Linked DNA regions of Mus musculus: regions 2, 3, 4 and 5 are each linked to region 1. Evidence: chromatin contacts called from public HiChIP or PLAC-seq data. All regions are on one chromosome and are shown on one strand. The core of a region is the stretch at or near the end of the contact, and the rest is flanking DNA. Distances in the headings are between cores, read along the strand shown.

Region 1 (2,698 bases), core at 140-2,639:
CGGCACTTACATGTCTCCCATAAATAAAGGTCAATCAGGCAGTTTTAGCAACATGAAAGTATTGTTGAGTGGATGATAACAATGAAGGCGGTGAAGAGAATTATGACACTAAGGGTTCATAGTCAATTTGACTAGGTGTAGAACCGCCAAGGAGACTCACCTTTGGGTCACCTACAAGGATGTTTCTAGAGAGGGTCAGCTGAGGAACAAAGACCTACCCTGAATGTGGACTGTCAGTGGGCTGAGCTAGAGAGCTGAAAGGGACTAACAAGGAGTGTGTGACAGCATTCATCTCTCTCTGCTCCTGACACACTCAGAGGTGAGAGAGCGAGCAGCCTTCCACAACACACCTTTCTTGCCACAATGGACAGTATCCTCAAACTGTCAGCCAAAACAACCCTTCTTCCCTCAAATTGCTTTTTCTTTTTTCTTTTCTTCTTCTTTTCTTTTCTTTTCTTTCTTTCTTCCTTTCTTTCTTTTTTTTCTTTCTTTCTTTTTTTGAGGTACTCTCATCTGGACTGACTTCAAACACTACCACCACTTCGCCACCCCCATCCCACCCCTCCACCCCACCCCCGTGTAGCCAAAAATGACCTTGAACTTGTGGTCATCCTATACTCCCCCCCACACACACACACTCTCAAGGACAGTGCTGGGGATCTAAGGCAGAGCCTCCTGCATGCTAAACAAATGCTATGTCAGCTGATCTCCAGCCCTTAAGTGACTCCATATCAGATATTTAGTCACAGCAAAACCATTCCCAATAGCTACCAATAGCTCATATACCAGGTACCGTTCAGACCTTGGACTGATTGTCTTTGCTCTTCCACAGTAATTCTGCACATAGGAATCATGGCAGCAGGGTATAAAGTCAGTTCCTCAAGCTCCTACACTCAGGGAGCACTCAGTGGCTCTGGCCCCACCCCCACCCCGTAATTTAGTGGCTGGAAGCAAAGATGCATCTCTGCCCAAAGAGAACACAGCCTCCTCCTGCCGTGATGCCACTCTCTGATTCTATCTTTACCTGAGCTTTCCCATCTGGCAAATTAAAGTGGAAAACAGCAAACTCCCTCCCCTGAGAGGCTGGGTTGTTAGATGCATGTTTTGTATTATTTTGCTCTGAATAACAGCGTATGTAAATGTGTCGCTGGAGGTTAAAATTACCCTTATTTTGTAACACTTGGCTGCTCCCACTGGGGTGAATAGTTGAAAATTATAGGGAGGCTGGAGAGGATGTTAGCTGACTTGGAATTACTTCCCTCCTTTCTCCCCACCCACCCCACAGTTCTATGCAGACACAAGCTGCCACTGTAGCATCCCTTCCCGTGACTAAGTTCTAGCTGGTTCTGCTGTGCAGCGAGCAGCACAGCACGGGTTAATCCTGGTATTAACATAAACTCCATCAGGTGTATGTGCAGGGGCAGATGTTCTTGCTGGGAAAACCGAAAGTCTCCTGTGGCACCTGGAAGCCCCCACCACACCTGGTTCCCAGCCAGATCACAAAAAGGTGTTTGGTCAACATGGGTGTGTTTCGGTGCTGGGCCATCCAGTTCATGTTTGGAGCTTGGCATGGCTCCTCAGTTTTAGCTGCCCCACGGGCCCTGCTTTGTTGGGCCGTCCCTATCTTAAACTGCTTTTTCCTGGCATTTGAATCATCCCTTCCATGATGTGATAATATCTGCAAGTTGGGAAAATAAAAGTGGCATTTGTTTAGCCATAATTAATGAAATATTTATGTTGCATGAGGCTATGTGATAAAATCCTTAGGCTTAGGGTCCTTTTGCTTCTGATTACATTTGGGATTTTTTTTTCTATGACCAGACATTCTGACGCCAGCTCTTTTACACTGAGCAGATGTCGTGTAGTAAAAATGGGTGCCAGATGCTGTGGGCCGCAGAAGGGCGATTTGTTTAAGAGCTGGCTCTGACTTTTTTTTTTTTTTTTGCATTCAATTACTAGGCAGAACAAACCTTACCCCATCGGTTAGGTAACCCAGCTAACTTCAGATATGCATTTTCATAATAGATTTTGGATTCAAAAGCAATGTAAGCAAGGATCTTGCCCCAGTAAAGGGTGTTTAAGGACTTCCTTGATTTCTGCATAATACCTTGTTTTGTTTTGCTTTGCTTTGCTTTGTTTTGAATGTGAGAAGAGCCCAGGCAGAGCTCTTGGCAGGAATCCAGAAATGTAATTAACGTGGAGGGCCAACTTTTCAGTGGCCCTGAGGTACTGCTTTCCCAAGCTCCTGGCAGGTGCAATGAGGGGTGGGCGGCAGGAAGCAAATGGGGTGAGGGAGGAGGAGGCAGCTGTGAGGCTGGAAGGAGGAGAAGGAGGCAGCAGTTTGGTGAGTTCTCTGGTTCTTGTTTCAGACCCTGTAGCTCCAGTGACAGAAGCCACCTCTTCTCCCACCTCGTCCTCTGCAGAGGAAGAAGCCGACTCCCAGCTTTCCTTAAGGATAAAGGTACCATCACTTGCAACACCATACAGTGCCTTCGCTGGCAGGGGCTCCTTACCCATCCAGGTTTCAGAGCCAATGTGGGCTCCAGCTGCAGAAGCCCTCAGGAGGATCAGGCCATGCTGCATCTGAGGAGTACCCTCCTTTATGTCTGGAACCCCTCCCCCAAGATTTGTCTTCTTAAAGACAAAAACCTCAGCACACGTCAGGGAAGGGAAAAAAGACATATTGACTTAAAACCAT
Region 2 (2,698 bases), core at 134-2,633, 490 kb after region 1:
AAGGCGGCTTGGAGCGTAGCAGTTGAAAGCATGAACTGCTTCTCCAGAGAACCAGAGTTCAGATCCCAACACCCAGTCGGTGACTCAGCACCACCCGTAGCTCCAGCTCCCACAGATCAAACACCCCTGGCTTCCCTGTACACCTGCACTCATGTACGCAGTCGTGCATGCACACAGTCAGGAAAAGAATAAAAATTATAATCTTTTGAAAGTAATACAAGTTAGTTACAAGTAATTCAAGAAGATAAAAGAATACGATATAAAATGTGAGACAGACTCTAGGCCCAGTTACCTGTCAACCCAGTCTGAGGGTTGTACATGGATGGATACAGTATTTGTATACAATTAGGACATTTTCTTACAGCAGTCAGCATTTGAGGATATGTCTTAGTTTTTGTTCTTTTTAGTAAAGATGACTCATTAGCATTAGTAGAATTATTGGGGGAGTAACTAACACTGAGGCCTTCCCATTTAAATTTAAATCCCAGAGCTAGTGTCTATGAGATCACTGGAACGCTTGTGTACCAAAGTACTGGTGATGTGTATCTGCCATGCAGGTTTCACTGGGTAACCTATAGCTTATTCACGTACAGCTGTTATTTCACTGTGTGTGATTGGTTGCCTGGTGGTTGTTGCTTATTTAAGAGGGACATTTCATGGATGGAATGTCCCTCTTAAATAAGCAACAACCTGGGAAAGTGGCAGCATTCTTTGTACACTGATGAACTAGGTAAGGTCAGGCCACCTCCGCTGGACGCCCAGGACTTCATTACCTGGCTCAGTTGGAAAGCAAGCAGTCTGAACAGAGACTTAGTTGGTAGGGCTAAGACCTTGAGTCTATGACAGTTCCAGCCTGAAGCCTACAGTGGGTCCTTACCTGGAGTTGTGTGGGTAATATTAATTGCATTTTTGTAAATGAATACTTGCATTGGTGGGAAATTTGCAATGCAAACAGACAGCCTTTTCAGACGAGGCTTATTGTAATTAGAGCAAGCTTTTAAGATTCTTTGAAGTACTGAATGTTTATGAAATTCAAATGGGGGTGTGCAGTCTGCACAATAAAGGGTCCCGGTGGTGTTTTTAAAAATCGTCTATTTTGTGGATGTAAATATATGCCATAATTAGTGGGAAGTAAGTTGAAGAGCTAGGCTGGCTGAGTTTATTCCTGTTATTCTTATTTAAAACAGCTGTGGCCTCTGCTTCAGTGGTGTTGTGTCAGGGCACACAGACTCCAGTGAATGGCTGCACTCAGGGGCCCACTTCCCTGCTGGCAGCCCCTTCCTTCCCTGTCCCCATAGGCAGGCTGTCTAACTGGAGCGGTGTCCAGCACAACGCAGGCCTCCCCTGCCCAGACCCCTGAATCCTGTGGGGTGGGCATGCAAATGAAGCAGTGTGGGAGGGCTCTGGGGCTGCCAGCTCTCTCCAAACCTACCCCCTCGCTCCCTAGTTAAGCTCAGTCTCTCAGGGCCCCTTTGCCCTGTGCAGAGCAATTGTCCTTTGGCGCCTGTGGGAGCAGCTGCAAAGCCCGCAAGGCGTGCCCTGCCTGGCCTAGCCTCACCATGTGGCAGGCCTGGACAGCCGCCCACAGCAAGGCCCAGCTCCTGGTGCCGCCTGCCAAGCAGCCAGATGCTGCCATTGGGAAAAAATTGCTTCACAATTTGAAATCTTGGTCCTTTGATCATGGCTCAGAGAGGATGCAGAGGGGAGATTCAAAGTGGTGGTTTGAAAACGGCCCATCCATCAGTTCCCATTACACTGGCTCTTGTCAAGGACAGTCCTGGATGGTTTTCATTTCTATAACCTCATAATTCCTGCCCAGCCCTCTGCACACTCAAAAATGAAGGGAGATAAGTTGGAAGGGTATGTCCACAGGCTGCCCCTGCCCCTTTATGTCTTTACCTTAGGGGTTCTCTCCTTACTCACCCAGCAAGCTTTGCCTTGTTAGCCTGTGACACCGCCAAGTGTCCTTTCTATGTGGGCTGTCAGCTCCCTTGTAGCCAGTTCTCCAGAGGCCACAGGGTTTGCAGGGACAGTTTCTCTGTCCTTGGCCCTTTGCCCTGTCCCCTCTTCAGGGTCTGGATCCCACACACCTAGACCAGGCTTCATTTTAAAGATTTTTTTTTTCTCCCTACCCAAGACAGGGTTTCTCAGTGTAACAGTCTGACTGTCCTGGAACTCTCTTTGTAAACCAGGCTGGCCTTGAACTCACAGAGATCCACTTGCCTCTGCCTCCCAGGAGCTGGGATTAAAGGCATGGACTACCACACTGGACTGATAATTGCATTTTTCATGTTTGCCCCAAAGCACAGGTCTCCCCCCCAACCCCTAATCCATGAAATTGAACAGTGAACCATAGCTTTGAATAAATAGGTATATTGAATAAGAGGACAATGAGGAGAAGCCATGCCTTAAGTGTCTCATGTAGCAAAGGCTGGCTTTGAACTCCTGATCCTCTTGCTTTTGCATCCCATGTGTAGATTATAGGCATGTGCCAACATTCCTGGTTTATGAAGGCAAAAGACTAAACCTAAATCCTCATGCATAGTAGTCGAGCACTCTCCCGACTGGGTTACATCCCCAGCCCCAGCGGTATATTTTTGTTGGTATATTTTTGTTTGTTTGACCTGCCTTTGACACCTGCCTCTGCCCCTACCCTGCTTTCCAGAACTTGCCTACAAACAGATCTTGGAGCCTTTAA
Region 3 (2,698 bases), core at 126-2,625, 450 kb after region 1:
GTTAGAAATGAGGTGACTGCCACAAAGCCCAAGTCACTGAACTTGTAATGGGAAGGTTCAGAGTCTCCCAATGCAGACACCGCGCTCTCCTTCCATCTCAAGTGCTGAACTGGCCTGTTGGCCAGCACGCTCTGCTCACTTGCCCAGTGACCCCTTCACGGGGGGATCTTCTAAATGTAATCAAGTCCCACTGAAATCGATGCGGTTTTGCTTGCCCAGTGGAATCACTGTGTTAGAGGCCTGTCTGGCAGTTTTTCCACACCCAGCATCACCCTCGGGGTGCCTGTTGGCCACAGTTGGCGACACCACTCTAGTGTTGTTCAGCAAAGCTGAGTGGTTTTTCAGACCAGATTTTTAACTGGCTGGCTGGTTGTATTCACACATCTCTTTTTGTAATAATATGCAGATCCACTTGGCTCCCAGGCGATTCCCAAAAGTGTGGAAGGATTAAAGACATTTTAAGGGGTTGGGGTGGGCGGGGAGGCTCTGCTAACTGGGTCCCATTTTTCTTTGAGATCTAATTTATGTGCCGGTATTATTTCAGCATTTGCCACAGAATCTAGAGTCCTCCAGGAGATCAGAATCCAGCTCACAGCCTCAGCTTTGATTCTGTAGAGCATGCTAATTTATGGACAGTCCTCTCTAAATTGAGGAAGGGGAATTTTCTTTCTCTCCCGATACTGAGATGCTGTAAATATTTTAATTTATCTCTACCCCCGCCTTTTTAAAAATTTCATAAAGAAAGCATCCCTCCTCTCTCTTCTTATGGCTCTCCAAATAAGGTTTTTCCCAGCACCCACCTCTCATCTCTCTGGGTGGGAACATGGAGACGAGCCTGCCTAAAGTTCTGAATCAAGTCACTGCCACGAGGACCCTGTCCATAGAGCTTTAGAGAGGTGCTGGGGGCTTGGTGTCTGGCTGGGACTGTATGTTCCTAACTGCAGAGCTTCGTTGAGATGCAAATAACCTCCCCTACCCCACCCCTCCCAAGGAATAGCGATTTTATATTTGATTTCCTTTTTTTGTTTTTGTTTTTGTTTTTTTTTGTTTTCTTTTTTTCTCGTTTTGTTTCCCCCGCATAAACCCGAAAAATGTAGGTGTCTAGTCATATACAGGTCTTAGCAAGAAAGAAAGTTCGAGAAATTCAAGCCGCCATTAAGGTACGTCTGGCTTGCCCAGTTGTAGGGGGCTTTTCATCTCCATGGTTACAGGCTTTTCCTTTGTTTTCCTCCCTTCCCCTACCCTGCAGGTGTCTAGTCACATTCAGGTTCTTGCCAGAAGGAAATCTCGTGATTTTCATTCCAAGCTGAAGGTATGCGCTTTTCTGCTTTTTGGCTCGTGGTTGCTATGCACCTCACTTCCTGTTTTCCATGGTGACTGGTGAATGCCTGGCGCTGGGATTCTTGTAACCTAGCTTCCTAGCATGTGAGGGCTGTTTACATTTCTTTGTGTCTAATCTCTCTGTTTTTGTACGGGCCTCACGTTAAACTCTGTGTGTGCGCGAGTGTGTGCAAGTTTCCCAGTAACAACGCAATCGCAGTCGCAGCAGAGAGCTGATCTCAATAACTTCAGCACAGAAATGCAATTAAAAGAAGAAAAGAAAAAGAAAAAGAAAAAAAAAATCTTCTAATAACTGTCCTGTAGCAATTTGAGAATCAGCTAATGGATAGTCTAGTATAACCTTAAAAATAAAATAAAATAAAAATAACTGAAAAGGATGAAATTGTCTCCAGTTGTTGTGAAATGACTTTTATAATACATTTAGCACTGATTCTAATTTATGGTTTTGGATTTTTAAAAAAAAAAATTAATGTATCTTTTTTTTTTTTAAAAAGGGCTGGAGAGATGGCCCAGAGAACCCTGGTTTAATTCTCAGAATCCTTATAGCACCTCACAATTGTCTATAACTTGAGTTCCAGGGGATCCAATGCCATTTTCTGGCCTCTGCCAGCAAAACACACATATACATAAGATAAATAATAGTAATTTGAGAAAATACATTTTTATATGTATCTCCTTCAACACAAATTGTCTTCCACATTGTCTGATATGCTGTTTTTTTAGTGGGTCTCCTTAGTAGAGAAAGCTAAACCAGACACTGTGGCTTATACCTGTGATCCCCGTAGAAAAGAGGCAGGGAGGGGCTGGTGAGATGGCTCAGTGGGTAAGGGCACCCGACTGCTCTTCCGAAGGTCTGAAGTTCAAATCCCAGCAACCACATGGTGGCTCACAACCACCCGTAATGAGATCTGGTGCCCTCTTCTGGTGTATCTGAAGACAACTACAGTGTACTTACATATAATAAATAAATAAATCTTAAAAAAAAAAAAAAAAAAAAAAAAAAAAGAAAAGAGGCAGGGAGCATGGCTACAAATTTATAATGAGATACCATCTCAAAAATACAGAAGAGAGCGCTGGCATGGTGGTGCATGCCTTTAATCCCAGCACTCAAGAGGCAGAGGCAGGTGGATATCTATGAGTTCCAGGCCAGCTTGGTTCACAGAGCCAGTCTAGGACAGCCAGGGCTCTGTTACACAGAGAAACCTTATCTCAAAAAACAAAATAAACACAGAAAAGAGAGAAATAAAGAAATCTGCAGATATGGCCACAGGCAAAAACAAAACAATAAGACAAAACCTAACGATGGTCTTGAAGATAAGATAATCAAGCCTGCTTCATGTTGAGCTTTTTTTTTTTT
Region 4 (2,698 bases), core at 104-2,603, 420 kb after region 1:
CCGGCGTTATCACTCAACCTGTATAGTCTGACTCCAGCTAGCCTGTGAGTTCTCAGTGGGGTACTGCACCTTCTGATTGTCTGTCTGCATCCCTTGCATAGCAAGGAGACTGTCCTGGCATTTTCTGAGTATCATAGATGAAGTAATAGGCTCACATCTGTGTCAAATTCAGAGCCTTAAAATTAAAAGTCTCTTCTTTGTGCTTTCAACTGTGCTGGAGCAGGATAGCGTGATCAAAAAGGAAAGCCATGTAAATGAGGGGCTTGGGGACACTGCTCTTCAGGGAGGGTGGGGATTTGAACTTGGATCTGCAAACTCTGGGTCCTGAGGTACCCACTTCTCTACCTTGCAGCTTCTTCTGGAGACTACAGGAGGCACCAGAAAGGTGAAGATTACCCACTTCCATGTTCAGTGAGAGAATGAGGCAGATCTGAGGTCCCATTTCTCTGAGCCCTGGATAAACTCTCATGGACATGCTATTTTGTTGTAGGCTCTCTTTGTGTCATGGTGACTTGGGTGGATGCTTTGGTCCCTCCCCCACCCCTTTGGCACAGACTGTTCTATCCCAAGCCAGTGAGGCAATAAATGAGAGAAAATGACCCTTCCTGGTCATAGAAAGTGGCAGCTGGTGAAACCTGAAGACTGTGTGTTCCAGAAGGAGAGGTGGCCACAGTAGAGTGTGAGGCTCTACTCACACACTTTGCCTGAAGAATGTTTACCTTCTTCATGGTTGTCAATAAACGGTCCTGCAAACCCAACCTTGGCTCTGTGTATGTGTCTCCTGCCTGTGTGCCTGTGTAGATGCCCAAGGTCCATGTTGGGTGTCTTCCTTAGTGGCTCTCTGACCTTATTTTCTGAGCCTGAGTATCTCATAGGGCTAGAGTTCACCATTCAGTTAGACTAGCTGGCCAGTGAGCTCTGTGTGTCCTGTCTCAGTGCTGGGATCTGGGCCTCACTCCCACACCACGGGTTAGGTGCTATGGATTTGCTAGGTCCTTCTTTCTGCCTGAACCATCCCCCTAACTCCCAGCTTGACTCTTAAGGGCAAAAGGTGCCATTGCTCCAGGGCCACTCCATGGATGGAGACCTTTTCCTGGCAGACACTTGATTCACAAGGACGCTAATTATCCCTTCTTCCTCCGGCGGCTCCTCAAACAATCATCCCGCTTGTTTAGTGCACAGTGTGGTGTTGGAGAGTTTGGCCTTTTTGTTTAACTGTATGTTCATATTGTTCTTTATGTACTTAGTTTATAGCTTATGCAGCAGACATTCCGGTCAATTAGCTTCTTGTCCTGCAAACTGGGCGCTGCTGGGCTCCTTTCTTCCTATGCTGTGTGGGTTGGTTTCAAGTTACAGGGTTTTTATTGGCTCCTCTTTGCTGAACCCTGGTTTCCAAAGCCTGGTGTTTATGAGCTGAGTTTCTTAAAGGTACAGTTTCCTTTTTTTTTTTAATGAGTTGCAATGCCTAGCACATTTGAACAACAAAAATGAGGATATGAGGTGTATTTGGAAGTGTGTGTTGTATGTCTGTGTTTTAAAAGGAACATTCATTAATAAAAATTTTAAGTGAAAGCTAGGAGGAAATCGGCTCAAGTAGTGGATATAACCCTACCTCCTACTCACAGCCCCATTAAAGACAGACTCTCACGTATTATTCTGGCTGGCCTTCATTTGTAGACCAGGCTTACCTCAAAACTCCACAGAATGGAGAATGATCAAGAAGACATATGGCATTTGGGTCTCCATATACATGTACCTATATACATGCAACACACACACACACACACACACACACACACACACACACACACACACACACACACACGACTCTAAGTGAATGAGTCTCACCTTGGGTTTTTTTCTCATTAGTTTCAGTCAGCCCAGGAAACCTTCTTCTTGATTTTCATTTTTTCCTGTTCACTCCACATCTATCTTCTCTTTGGTAGGATTCTTGCCTTTTGTTTTCATCTTGGGTTTTTGGAACCTGCCTCAAACACTTGGGAGCAAGATGGAGTAGAATGAGCTGCTTAAATTCTGTTTTGTATTAGGCACCAGTTCTACAGATGATACCATTATGGAATGTACGCAGCATCACTGAAAGTTTGTATTGCTGTTTAAATATTGGAAAGAAAAATTTATGTTTTTCCCCCCTTTTCACTTTCTGGTTGATTGTTTGTTTTGACACAGTCTGGTGTAGCTCATATAGCTGAGATACTGGCCTTGAACTCACTCCTGCTCCTCCCATCTTTACCTCCCAAGTGTTGAGATTGCAGGTGGGCACCGCCATGCCCACACCATGCCTTCTGATGCCTTACTACCTTCACTTTGTTGATGCTGGTGAGTGTGTCATAGTGCAGGTGCATTTGGAGGTATTGTTTCAGGGTTGTCCCCCCAAACTGAAGCACAGCACACAGCATTTTACACTGGTCTATTTTGAGCCAGAATAATACCCAAGTTTCTACACGATAGTCTTGGCTATACCATTGACTTCCCACAGTTTCTCATGGTACCCAGCCCAGAAAATCTATGAGAATTTAGGAGTTACTCATCCCAGCATCTCCTTTCTATTCCCTTGTAAGTTCTCTTTGAGTTTCACTCATTGGGGGAGACTCTTACCCATCTCACTGGGGACTGCCCTGGACATGGAAGGTAGGTTGGAGGTGATGATACAGAATTCTTCTGAGTCATTAATGCCAAC
Region 5 (2,698 bases), core at 74-2,573, 330 kb after region 1:
GACTCCTAAGTTGTTTTCCAGAGGAGTGTCTGGAGCTCCACTGTGCTGCAACATTGTGGCCCACTGCAGATGCTGAGTGTTTTACAAAGGCTTGGGTCAGGGGTGCACGTGTTCAGTTCTTTCTTGGATCGTGGAAAGGTTGCATATGGCTTGACTTATTCTTCTTCTTAAGCTTTTATTTCCTTTGCTTTTTATGGGCAGCTCCTAGCTAGCTAGCTCAGGTCAATTTTTTTTCCCCCTATGTAGAATTTTTTAGATTCCGGGATTTTACAGATAAAATACAAACCAACTAAATTAACAACTGAGCCCAAATGTCCATCTGTATAATAAATACTTTGGACATATTTTATGGTTGGATTAGCTGTTTGTGATCTTAACTTCCTTACAGGTCACGAGTTAATAGGGTGACATTCGGAGAGTTGGGGGTCTTTTCCTCTTCTTTTTAGACTTCTCTTTGTTCTCCCCCCACCCCCCCGCCCCGCTCCCATTTCCTGTCCCCACCCCCATGCACTATGTTTGTGTCTTTGGAGATAAAAACATAAAAGGAATGGTTTTTAGTCACACGCCTTCAACTCTCTCACAACGCAGCTTTCCTAAATGATGTACTATAGACTGAGAAGAGAATCGCGGCATTGTAACAAATAGCCTGTGACTAAAGCAGGAAATCTCAGAGAGGTGTGTTTGAGGGTGTAATCCTAGCTGGTAGTATGGGGGAGTCTGACGTGTTTTTCAAGTTGGTCTTGACTCACCCTGTTCTTTCTGGAATGTTTGCTATCCTCAGTATGACAGCGTCGCCTTGATGACAGGCTCTCTCACTGGGCCATGCATACCAGGGCCCCAGAACTGGTTTGCTTATTTGCCTGGGGAGAACTGTGGAAACACCCCCTGCAAGGGGGGGGGGGCTTGCCACAGCAGCACTCAGCGTCTGACGGGCACTCGGTGACTGGGCTCCAGGCTTGCACTGGGGATGCCAAGGTTAGGTCTGGCCTCACAGTGCCGCCCTCTCCTCCAACCCTCCCTCACTCCTCCCTCACTTAATGGTGGCCGCTCTACCTGGGTGATGCTGGCCGGGTGCTTGCCTGGTGGGAGAATCTAAAGTTGGCAGTGTAGCCGGGTGTGCGGTGGCTCTGTTGCTATTTAATTTGTTAATGAAACACGGAGCCCATCCCCCCTCCTGCACACCTCTCCGCTGTTTGCGATGAGGCACAATTAATTTATTTGTGCTGTCTGTGGAGGCGGATGGCGGCTAATGCAGTGAGGGCTTTTATCTTTACGTTTGTAATGAAGAGGAGCAGGCTGCTGGCAGATTGACAAGGCTTACAGATGACTCACTAGCCGGCTGCAGATGCTTTCTTCTGAAATAATAAAATGTGCACTCGCAAGCCGGGTTCCTGCGTGAAACAGGCAGAGCTGGTTTGGGAAAGTTCATGCAGAAGAAAGAAGAAGAAAAAGGCGGGAAGCTCCCTGTGGGCTGCCTGGCCCGACTGGCTGGACTGGGGCAGGGCTCCTCTTGCCCTTTTTGGAAGGGGAACTCCTAGCCTCCCCTCCCTGCTCACTCTCCAGGTTGGCTCATTTCTGTTGCCGCAGACACCATGCTCACAACCACCTCTCTTGGGGTCCTATCGTGAATCACGTGGTGAGGCCTGCCTAGGAGGCCCCAACGTTTGCAGCCCATTTGCTCTCAGCCTGCAAGTGTATCTGGGGTTCCTCTGGCCTTTGTGTCTCTGGGTCTGGGCTTTGGTGGTGGCCTTGTTTATCATGAGTGACATTCTGTCACCTACTCTGACATAACAGTTACTATAGCAGTTTATCTAATAACTGCTACTTAATTCAGGAAAACTGCATTTTCTAAGTTGGAGGCATGTGGACTAAAATGACTATTCTCTTGACTTTCCAGTTGGGATATTCTGACATTGAAACGTTTTGTGAGTTGGATTTGTTTTATTCCTCATTCTAGAGATGAGGAAATGGAGATGGGTAGAGATTAAAATAATGTGTCTGTAATCACAAGGGAAGGTACTGACCTTGAAAGCCAAATGTCCAAAACTTGACCTTAAGATCTTTCCATGACACTGATATTCTAAGGATGAAATAAAACATTCATAAATGGCTGACCATTGCAGTTTAAGAATTAGATGAGATTATCTATATATCTATATATATTTATGGTATATTTCTATAGTTCTGTAGGCTAGCTGGAAACCACAAGATACTTAAAAGTTACCTTTTAAGCGTACCTGCAGTTCATGTGGTTTAGGCAGGTGGATTGTCCTGTGTTCGAGATCAGCCTGGGCTGGACTACAGACCGTGACCCCTTAGAACCAATGGGTATGGGGGAAAGCTGAAAGTCTGCTATGGGTCTGAGAAATGCATTGTAAAGTATACTTAAGTACTGAATCAGTTGCAGAGGGCCAAGTGTCAGCGTCCAGTTGCACCTGTCTCCTGTGCCAGCAACACAGACATGAACATGTTATCCTAACTGAGCCAGAAGGAGCTATGGGGATCTTACAGATGGAGCGACTCTGAGGATACTATTCACTTATCTAACCCATGCATGCCCACAATAATCAGCTGAGCTCCCACCGGGCTGGGAGACAGGCTTAGGCTGTGAGCAGAACATGCAGGCCTGTCTCCAAGGAACTTGCAGTCAGTGGAGGAGAACACAGTTGAGCAGGCACTGCCATGGCCAGTGACAGGA

Evidence for each region. HiChIP or PLAC-seq counts read pairs in DNA pulled down with a chosen protein or histone mark.
Region 2: an H3K27ac HiChIP or PLAC-seq map of stem cell-derived neural progenitor cells shows a contact between it and region 1, with 9 times the contacts expected there. The contact joins two enhancer-like sites. A contact is called at or near these places in 1 of 15 datasets of contacts at CTCF or cohesin (the NIH/3T3 cell line), 72 of 484 Hi-C or Micro-C datasets (the 4T1 cell line, the AML12 cell line, B cells and 39 more), 14 of 115 datasets of contacts at active chromatin or transcription factors (VIP interneurons, cardiomyocytes, embryonic basal ganglia and 9 more) and 4 of 9 other capture datasets (adipose tissue, embryonic tail, liver and 1 more).
Region 3: a contact with region 1 is called in an H3K4me3 HiChIP or PLAC-seq map of embryonic forebrain, with 11 times the contacts expected there. The contact joins two enhancer-like sites. A contact is called at or near these places in 3 of 484 Hi-C or Micro-C datasets (cerebral cortex and liver), 11 of 115 datasets of contacts at active chromatin or transcription factors (embryonic basal ganglia, embryonic forebrain, embryonic hindbrain and 6 more) and 3 of 9 other capture datasets (adipose tissue, liver and pancreatic islet).
Region 4: a contact with region 1 is called in an H3K4me3 HiChIP or PLAC-seq map of craniofacial prominence, with 6 times the contacts expected there. The contact joins two enhancer-like sites. A contact is called at or near these places in 7 of 484 Hi-C or Micro-C datasets (the N1E-115 cell line, differentiating embryonic stem cells, embryonic stem cells and 4 more), 3 of 115 datasets of contacts at active chromatin or transcription factors (craniofacial prominence, embryonic basal ganglia and embryonic forebrain) and 1 of 9 other capture datasets (embryonic stem cells).
Region 5: a contact with region 1 is called in an H3K4me3 HiChIP or PLAC-seq map of embryonic limb bud, with 4 times the contacts expected there. The contact joins two enhancer-like sites. A contact is called at or near these places in 1 of 39 promoter capture datasets (neural stem cells), 1 of 15 datasets of contacts at CTCF or cohesin (the NIH/3T3 cell line), 6 of 484 Hi-C or Micro-C datasets (the HL-1 cell line, the N1E-115 cell line, cortical neurons and 3 more), 4 of 115 datasets of contacts at active chromatin or transcription factors (embryonic basal ganglia, embryonic hindbrain, embryonic limb bud and 1 more) and 2 of 9 other capture datasets (adipose tissue and pancreatic islet).

Annotation. Positions count from the first base shown.
Region 1 is chr7:112,388,897-112,391,594 of GRCm38.p6, forward strand. It overlaps Micalcl (MICAL C-terminal like), which reads left to right. Exons shown (of 10, transcript NM_001381862.1): 5 at 2,370-2,461. Among named protein-coding and RNA genes, the nearest start is that of Micalcl, 15 kb to the left of the region's middle. Within about 2 kb of position 1,390, at least 73 of the 459 cell types and tissues checked have an H3K27ac peak or open chromatin away from gene starts, as enhancers often do. A contact at or near this core is called in the N1E-115 cell line, cortical neurons, craniofacial prominence and 10 more, where this site is marked.
Region 2 is chr7:112,882,563-112,885,260 of GRCm38.p6, forward strand. All of the region lies in intron 10 of Tead1 (TEA domain family member 1), which reads left to right. Among named protein-coding and RNA genes, the nearest start is that of Rassf10, 70 kb to the right of the region's middle. Within about 2 kb of position 1,384, at least 112 of the 459 cell types and tissues checked have an H3K27ac peak or open chromatin away from gene starts, as enhancers often do. A contact at or near this core is called in cortical neurons, embryonic limb bud, motor cortex and 3 more, where this site is marked.
Region 3 is chr7:112,840,791-112,843,488 of GRCm38.p6, forward strand. It overlaps Tead1 (TEA domain family member 1), which reads left to right. Exons shown (of 13, transcript NM_009346.4): 4 at 1,250-1,312. Among named protein-coding and RNA genes, the nearest start is that of Rassf10, 110 kb to the right of the region's middle. Within about 2 kb of position 1,376, at least 98 of the 459 cell types and tissues checked have an H3K27ac peak or open chromatin away from gene starts, as enhancers often do. A contact at or near this core is called in embryonic forebrain, embryonic limb bud and forebrain, where this site is marked.
Region 4 is chr7:112,806,313-112,809,010 of GRCm38.p6, forward strand. All of the region lies in intron 2 of Tead1 (TEA domain family member 1), which reads left to right. Among named protein-coding and RNA genes, the nearest start is that of Tead1, 130 kb to the left of the region's middle. Within about 2 kb of position 1,354, at least 109 of the 459 cell types and tissues checked have an H3K27ac peak or open chromatin away from gene starts, as enhancers often do. A contact at or near this core is called in the N1E-115 cell line, craniofacial prominence and uterus, where this site is marked.
Region 5 is chr7:112,719,503-112,722,200 of GRCm38.p6, forward strand. The region is part of intron 1 of Tead1 (TEA domain family member 1); the gene reads left to right. Among named protein-coding and RNA genes, the nearest start is that of Tead1, 41 kb to the left of the region's middle. Within about 2 kb of position 1,324, at least 151 of the 459 cell types and tissues checked have an H3K27ac peak or open chromatin away from gene starts, as enhancers often do. A contact at or near this core is called in the N1E-115 cell line, embryonic limb bud, neural stem cells and 2 more, where this site is marked.